Regions from separate parts of the Arachis hypogaea genome. Here region 1 is linked to region 2. The links are chromatin contacts, called in public Hi-C maps. All regions are on one chromosome and are shown on one strand. The core of a region is the stretch at or near the end of the contact, and the rest is flanking DNA. Distances in the headings are between cores, read along the strand shown. Region 1 holds the start of LOC112711277 (low affinity inorganic phosphate transporter 1). Region 2 holds the start of LOC112711274 (protein SIEVE ELEMENT OCCLUSION B).

Evidence for each region. A called contact is a pair of places that touch in the nucleus more often than the background predicts.
Region 1: a contact with region 2 is called in a Hi-C map of an unstated tissue, with 4 times the contacts expected there. The contact joins the promoter of LOC112711277 here to the promoter of LOC112711274 in region 2. A contact is called at or near these places in 2 of 8 Hi-C or Micro-C datasets (leaf and an unstated tissue).

The regions. Positions count from the first base shown.
Region 1 is chr9:96,435,468-96,439,913 of arahy.Tifrunner.gnm2.J5K5, reverse strand. It overlaps LOC112711277 (low affinity inorganic phosphate transporter 1), which reads left to right and starts at 2,828. Exons shown (of 2, transcript XM_025763888.3): 1 at 2,828-3,272; 2 at 4,411-4,446.
Region 2 is chr9:96,163,789-96,168,268 of arahy.Tifrunner.gnm2.J5K5, reverse strand. LOC112711274 (protein SIEVE ELEMENT OCCLUSION B) reads left to right here and starts at 2,146. Exons shown (of 7, transcript XM_025763884.3): 1 at 2,146-3,171; 2 at 3,305-3,397; 3 at 3,631-4,076; 4 at 4,161-4,255. The coding sequence starts at 2,947. LOC112709340 (protein SIEVE ELEMENT OCCLUSION B) reads left to right here. Exons shown (of 7, transcript XM_025761231.2): 7 at 153-988. The coding sequence ends at 746.

The sequences.
Region 1 (4,446 bases), core at 1,579-4,078, 270 kb before region 2:
ATACGCAGCGCATGCAGCTGCAACATTATGATGGACAAGTTTTCTCCTTGACCTTCGACATTAATTTAGTGTTTCATGTAAAATATAGAGCGTGTTAGCATACTTTACTTCATATTGAATTATTTGATGCATATATATGACGTATGAACGGTAGGTCAAAATGTTCTGTTCATATTATAATTATACTTTGTTCATCATTCTGATCCACTTGTAAATACATATAAGTATATAACAATCAGTACAATGAATTGTACGAAAGCGATATCTAGTTTTTTCACCCAACAAACCACTTGGTCAAAAATGAAAATAATAATAATAATAATAATAAATATTAGATAGACATTAAAATTTATTATTTTTGACTAGTAGTTGATTAGTAATATTTAAATATGTGAGTTAAAAATATGTTAGATTATTATATTAAAAGAATTAACTTGATAATTAAAATGCTTATCAAAAATAATAAATTTTGTTAGTCCTTGAATTTTTTCTTATAATAATATTAACTTTGTCTGACTTTAACTTCAAAAAAAAAAGAATTTAGAAGTATTTTTGAATTATAATGTATCTTTTTCTTTTTATTCTAAGTGACTGTTAGAATCTTTCATTTATAGATATTTTTAAAATTAATTGTGGTGCTAGTTATCCTAGTTATGGTAATATTGTTCGTTTTGCTTGCGTTATTAGAAATTGTAATGAGTGTTGACAGGAGAAATGCTCGAGAATAATAGTATTTTTAAAGAAGAATTGTTTGTTATTTGGAGAAATTATCTCTTAATTTAGAATGTGGGTCAACGAAATATTATTCATTTATTTGTGAGAGGAATTGTATAAAGAGGCATTTAATCTTATTACTAATTATTAAGATAATTTTGAGTTTATTGATCCGTAGGTATTTCAAATAAAAAATATCATACATTAAAATTGACAAATTGACTTTCGTTTGATTATAAAATATGCAAATACAGTGACGAATAACATAACAAAAATAATAATAAAATTACAACTCTATTAAATAAAACTTTTTTCTTTTCAGAGTGTGAAAATAATTTTAAGTAAAACTGCTCCTAAAAACATAAAAAAAAGTAAACGGACTTCAATAATATAATGGTTACAATTCCGTGGAAGAAATTTTATAGTATAACTAGCCAGAATAATTGAATAAAAGTGAGTTGGATTGAATTTTAAAAATTTTTTTAATCCTTTTTATAAAATTTTTTAATAAAAACAATAATTAATTTTATATATATATATATATATAAAAATATAAGGAGTAATTCTTAAAAATAATTTCTTAAAATTTTGTTTTTGTAAAAGGATAACATATTACTTATTTGAATTAAAAGGAAAAGGTACTTTAGAAAAAATATAAGTCGATTACTAAGCTACTTCGTTTATTTCACATCATTTTCAATGCTTAATAGTTTTTTTGCTCATGATATTTTATTCCTTAGCTTCTCATGTTTTTTCAGCAAAAGAAAATAACTTAAAAATCATTGTGTAGACTAAGTTTATTTTTCAGTTTCGTTTTATTCTGTATTATTTTTTATTTTAAAAATATTATTTACATATTAAAATAAATTATATATTTATGTATATATATATATAGTTTAATTTATTTTTAATAAATATTTTATATTTTAATATTAATATATATGTTATCTCAGTAAATAATTTTAATGGTTAATTTTAATAAACACTTAATATAATTGTTTTTATTTTCATTCTTGTTACATTAGATTTAAGTCATTTTGATAATTATTATGTAAATATTTCTTTGGTCAACTTAAAAGCCGTATTAGTGAAAATTTTAATCAAACGATATGATCGAATTATAATTTTATTCAGAAATATTTTTGCTATTTTAAATTTAGAATTTATCTAAACAAAAATTGTAGAAAAAATGAGTTGGAAACACAATGTTGTCATCCTCCTTCTATTCCAATTGTCTAAACTTACATAATAATGTTTAACAAATGTTTAATATATCCTAGCTAGCTAGTGAAATTTAGCATTCTAAAACTATTAGCTTGACCATTATTATATCCGAAAAAGTTACCTTAGAAAAGTCGTTAGAATAAAAAAAGTGAATATAATTTTCAAGCTTAATGATGATTGATGAGCAGCAATTTGATTAAGAAAATGGAGAAAGAATCGAAGACACAACAAACTGAGAAAGATGGCGTTGAGGACAGTGCAAAGGGTTGAATATTTAAATGGAAGGGTTGACTTGGAGTAGGAATGCCAGCTGGCTGACCAATGGGCTTTCGATACCCGCAGTAGCGCCGTTACGGGCTTACGGTATATATACATATGCACATACTCATCCTCTACATATAAAATATTAAATCAAATAGTAAATAAAAAATAAATTATTCGTAAACTAAAATAATAACATATATATTTTATAAAAATTATAAAATTAATAATAATTAAATTTTTACTTTATCACATTATTAATTTATTTATTTTAGAAGATCTAACTTCTAAAATATTATTTTAGAATTCAATTTGATTCTCAATAAGCATTAAACAATGCATGTATCAAGATTATTTAAGCATATATAGCGTATTATTTAATAAAAAATCTTTAAAATTTTTCATAACCTAAATAGTAACTCTTTAAATATATTGGTATATTATTAAGTACTAATGCTCTTATTAAATTTTTTTATGTATTAAATATATAAATAAAAATTAAAAATAAAATTATTAAAATAATTAGTTATTTACAACTTAAGTAAAAACTTATGAATGGATAGCGTTGGTCAATACTCAATATGGTCACCCATTACTGCTCGTAAATACGTTACCGCGTTACCTATTAAAGAAAAGAAAAGAAATTGCTTGCAACATTAAATGAACGAAGATCCATAGCTGTCTGAGGCATTTGCTAAAACCAATGAGATGCCAAGATCAACACCTTACAGATAGGAATAGAGCCATTCCCTTGCATGTGTAATGTTCCTCTGCTTAATGCTTAATTAGTAATCAATAATTAACAATAATGAGTAATTAAATGACGTGGATATGCCGTAGGAAAGAAATAAAAAAGTGTTGCTAGTTTATGCAACTTGATTACTTGATAGAACAAAAACAAAAACAGAGGGTTGTAAAGAGGGGGAAGAAAGAAACACATGAAGGAAGCAAGGAAGCAATTTGTGAGAGCGTTGACTTCAACACAAATAATGTGAACTCAAAATAAAAAGTCGCGTGAGAAAATGAAGCATATACTTGAGATACCAGCGTTGATTCTGGACTCTGCTGGGAGTGTATGTCTCTCCTCTTATCTTATCTCTCTATATATATTATTAGTTTCCTTCAAAACCTCTTCCATCCCCAACATAGCTAGGCTTAACTTATCAGCTTATGCTTCTCTCTACTCTCTTACTCTCTGCTCCTTCAGCACAATTTTAGACAAGAATTGGAGGTAATCTTTCTAACCTTCCCTTCTCTCTCTATATGTGTAAAGGTGCGGCCTTTTTCTGATTGGTAAGTAGTATTAATGGGAGGCCCACTTTTTTAGCACTAAAAGTGAAGCACTTGTTTCTAGATTTTATTATAATATATCATTTCACCTTTTTCCACCATTGAAAATCAACCAACTGTTTTTTTTTATTATGCTCCAAGGGACTCTAATTTCTGCACTTGATTATTGTGTTTAACACAAACTGTTTTCATATTTGAGGCCAGAATATAACTTTCCATAACAAAATAGAGGGAAACAATGTTCTTGCTTTTCTATATAGGATGATTTCCTATACCTTCATGTGCCCTTTACAATATTCAATTTCTGGATTATTTTTTCAGCTTCCTCATGCTTCTGATGTTGTTAGTCTGTTCAATATAGGTCACTCATTAGATTCATATTCCTTATCTGCAAAATTGGCCCTCTCTCAGTTTTTCTCTCTTTATTGTTTTTGTTTTCTTATGGATTTGGTAGGGACAAGAAGAGAGGAATTTTTATTTTTGTGAGGTCATAGAATTGAGGAAAATGTTATTACTCTCTTAATTGCCTGCTAGGAAGTTTTCGTTTTCATGGTGTATACTCAAGTTGACTTGAATGCCACCTGTTTTTCTAAAAGTGGTTGGAAACTTGGAACCTTTTTTGTGAACATGTATGGGACCGGCTTTGCAAAATATCATTTTAGACTTTTCAACTTTGTGCTGCTGTTGACTATGAATAATATAATATACCCTTTTCTCTCCCAATTTATGATTATATTTTGTTTTTTAATACCAAAGTGAAGGGTAGTTTACCAATTCATTGCATCAGCATAAGAGTGATGAATGATCTACATCAGCTTCATTTTTTTAACCAACACTATAACATGTAATTCTTGCATATAACCTGTTTGATAAAGTGTCTAAAAGAAAATTAAACTTGCATCATTTTTCTCTCTTCTGCAGGAAACTTTGTAATTACATTTTGGAGAGTATCCAGAA
Region 2 (4,480 bases), core at 897-3,396:
CTTTCTAGTTTACAGATAATATATAAAAAGAAACAAAAAGAATAATATAGGAATCACTACCTTAGGACTAATTTTCTGTTTTCTCTATGATTTGTCATGAAATCAATACTGGTGACAATGTATTGCTAATCACTCTGTGAATGAATCAACAGATCAGAGAGCAGAAATACATATTCTTCTATGGAGGCAAAGACAAAGAATGGATCCAACAATTCAGCAAGACTGCTGCAGCGCTTGCAAATGATCCTATCATAAAGGACTTAAGAATTTCCATAGAACTCTTCTGTGTGGAAAAGGAAGACAAGAACCTGTTCAGCCGCTTCTGGAACCGCATAGAGAGCTTGTTTGTGACGAAGGCTCATAAGGCAGTTGATAGTGCGAAACAAGAAGTGCAGAGAATGCTGTGTTACAAGTACGAGAGCGGATGGGCCCTGCTCAGCAAAGGGTCGTCGGTGGTGGCGAGCGGCCACGGAAGCACAATCCTGAAGACGGTGACGGAGTTTGACAAGTGGAAAGAGGTTGTGAGGAAGAAGGGGTTTGAGACTTCATTCAGAGAGTATCATGAGAGGATTGTGCGCTCCACTCACAGGTGCGCACAGTTTGAGATTCAAAATATTGCTGGCAAGTTACCTGAGGCCATAAAATGCCCTGACTGTCCCAGGATTATGGACATTTTCATAACTTACAAGTGCTGCCACAATGACAATAATAATGTTGTTATCAGTAGTAGTAATGATGCACATTAGAAACTTTCATTTTCTTAATTATGAGATGCAACTCTGAGGGAAATTGTTCCTAGTGTGTCCTTTAAAATAAGAGCAATTGTGTGTTTTTTCAATGTATTCTGTACGTTGCTGCTTATCTTGAGTGTTGGAACTGAATTGAATTAAGGTTGATCTTTATCTTACTACACTAAAGTTGCAAATATCTTTATACTATATTTTAATAGGTACTTATTTGCTGTTAATTCAGCCTTTTGTTTAATAAATGTGTATTAGAATTTATATTTTAAGTCTTGAAAATAATAAATTTGTTTTTATGAATAAAAATTTTTACGATAAATTCTTTGCCATACACATTATATATTACATAGGAAGTATTTCAAGCATATCATAATTTTAAGTATTCTAGTATTTTTAGTCATTAATCTCAATCATAATACCTAAAACTATAGAATATTTAAAAATTTTTCTATTACATAAAGTAGACATTACCTTGTTTTTTTCATATCATTAATTATACTGTTATGAGATGTGTGTCTACAAATCAAGATCCTAATAAGAAACAGTACTTCATTTACTTTTGTGTCATAGCTTTTTTAATTTCATAAAATTATTGTGTTTCAGAAAGAAAAGATTGCTTGGTCTCGCCTCTGCTGCTGGAATCAGCTTAAGGAGGCTCTGGAAAAAGGATTCATAAATAATGAACCCATGAATAGTCACAAGACAGTAACTAATAAAATTTCCTTTGCACATGCATGAAGATTCAACCAACTTTTGTTTATTTATTTACCGTGGTAGTGGAGCAAGTGTAGATATATATTTATTATGCGGAGGTCTTAGATGCAAGATAAGCTAGAAGATACAAGCCAGGCACATAAAGCCAAGGACATAAGCTAAGACTACTCCACAAGACATTGTAATTTGTAAACCAGGGGATGGAAGTAGGTAATTTCACCGATTTATATAGTCTATAAATAGGCGTTGTGACTTGTGACATTGTTTATTAGTGTGTCAAATATAGATTTGTGACTTCATATATACGTAGTAATTAAGAGTGAATATATAATGTAAGAGATTATAATCTGTCCACTTATTAGTTAAGTATTTTCCGTTTTGTGATGCATGCAACTTATATTATCATTCAGATCTTTCCAAGAGTATTATTCCATTCCTCTGCTACCTAATACATTAGCTTTGATGATTTCATAAAAAAGTAAGGCTGCTAGAGCCTTCTTTCAAAATCCTCGTTCTTGAATCTTCAGCATAGTACCATTTAAAATGGTCTAAAATTTTCAAACAAACGAGTAATGACACAAGAACATACGTTAAGAGACCACAAAAGACAAGAAAAAGGAAACTAAGCCAAACACATAAACTAGCAATGACAGCCTATATAATCACTGATAATCATAATTTCCTAAAAATTTGATCGCAACCCACTTGAAACCTACCCCAAGAAATTCCTGGTTTATGCGGCCTCAAAAAATAGGAAAACAATAAATAAAATAAGATAATTGCAATTAGCAAAGCCTATTTTTTTACTAATGCTTGGTCATCAATGACTTCAGAATTCCATTAAACTTCTTTGTTATACGTTTCTTATGTGCTTCGTATTGGGGCAGTTTCATACATTTATTTTATTTTATTGAATGTTATTGTTGTTGAGATCAAGTCTCAGAGTTGAAGTTTACCATAAATATATAACATTAACAACATTTAAACTCATTATCTGAAAATATTAAGAGTCTACACTTCTAGTTATAAAGAAGAGAATTAGCTAGAATTAATTCAAATGTAAAACAAAAATAGAAAAAAAGTATTGGCTATCTAAAATTTTGCATGCATCAATACACAATTGAATGTCTGTGAATTTATTTTTTTTGAAAATTGAATTATACTTATTTTTGTAATATTTACTTAAGTAATTGATTGAAGATTTTTCTCCAAATAAGTTGATCCACAGAATTTCTTTTCCAAAAGCCAAAAGTAAAGTTTTTAACAAATGACTTTGAATTAAAGATAATGAAAAAAAATCAATCAAGAATGTTTGAATGAATTAATAATATCATTTTACTAATTAATAAATGAAATCAAAATATCTTTCTAAAGCTTTGTTACCTTGCTCAAGCATATCTTTCATGCTATAAATAAGCTAATAAGGGAGTACAATCATCAAGTATAAGCAGGGTGCAGCAACAAATCAATCAAGATAAGGAGGACCATAATGGCTCATCATCATCATAAGCTGTCACTGAAGTCTCTACTCCATCATCACAATCACAAAGAGGAGAAGGAGCATAATCCATTAGCCATGTCGGACGAGCACATCTTGGAACTAATCTACTCAACTCATGTTCATAGTGACACTAAGTTTGAGATCGATCCTCTCTTCACTCTTGTCCACAATACCCTTATCCGTTCAACCTCCATTGTGGACGACCTTGTGCAGGTTCATTATATTTTCTTCTTTCTAATTAGATTTCATTATCTATTTCCCAATGTTTCCGTTTATTTTATGCTACGTTCTTTGATTGTCCTATATATAATATATGTATATCCACTTGAGATAAATCCTCTGGCAGGGTTCCAAATCAAGCATGGAGGACATTGATGAAAAGATTCTCCAACCCAATTTCAATTCACCTTATTGCACACTCAAGCAAATTTCATTTGAGGTAATAATTCACTTAATTTTTTTTTCTTTAATTGGATGTTGAATCGACAAAGTCACTTACTCTTATTTATATTTATATATATCATAAAACTATTTTTCTACAAAATTTATAGTTATATCTATAATATTTTATTTCACACAAGATCTCTTTTGAATTGACATAAATTTTTTGGATATATTTTCTTTTTTTAAACTTACAAAAGCAATTACATGAATAGTTATATGACGTGGCAGATGTGTTGCAAGGCTCCCGGTGAGGAAACTGCTCACGAAACTGCAGTGGCCATTCTCCATAAGCTCTCACACTACGAATGGGATGCGAAAGCAGTGCTCACACTTGCTGCTTTGGCAGTTGAATATGGTGATTTCTGGCTGCTATCTCAGCATCTACAAACAGATGTTTTGGCGAAATCAGTGGCAGTGATGAAGAGAGTTCCACTGCTCATACGGCCTGCGAATTTGCACAAGCACCGTGAAGCCATCACTGAGGTCAACAATCTGGTGAAAGCGACATTGCAAGTGATTGAGTTGATAGTTGAGTTGGAGAAGCTCTCTTCTTATGACACTAAAGATGTGCCAGCTTTGCTTCCTGCTAGGGAGCATATCCCAGTGGATGTGTATTGGTGTATCATCACTCTTGTTACTATCGTCACTCAGATTGAATGTCTCACAACTGATTCGTAAGTTAAAAATTCTTCCACTAATTACTGGTTACACATATATATTTTGTCATCAACAGAAACAAAATTGTTGGTTGATTTCAGGGAGGAGAAACAGGAATTATACCATTATGGTCAAAAGATCAACGTGGTACTCAGCAAACTGAGGAAGCACATTGCGCTCTGCAGACACCAAATTGGTCAGTAGTAAAACATACAAAATACTACTAGACTAGTCACTAGTGAATAATGATCCTAGTACATACTATATATATATGGATGTGTTACAAACAGAGAATTATTATTATTCATTAGGAAACCGGTGAAATGCAACAGGGATGGGAGTGCTAGGTAAACAATAATCATTTTGAACAATACGAATAATCACTAAATTAAATAAAAATATACTATACTTTTAAATTAAC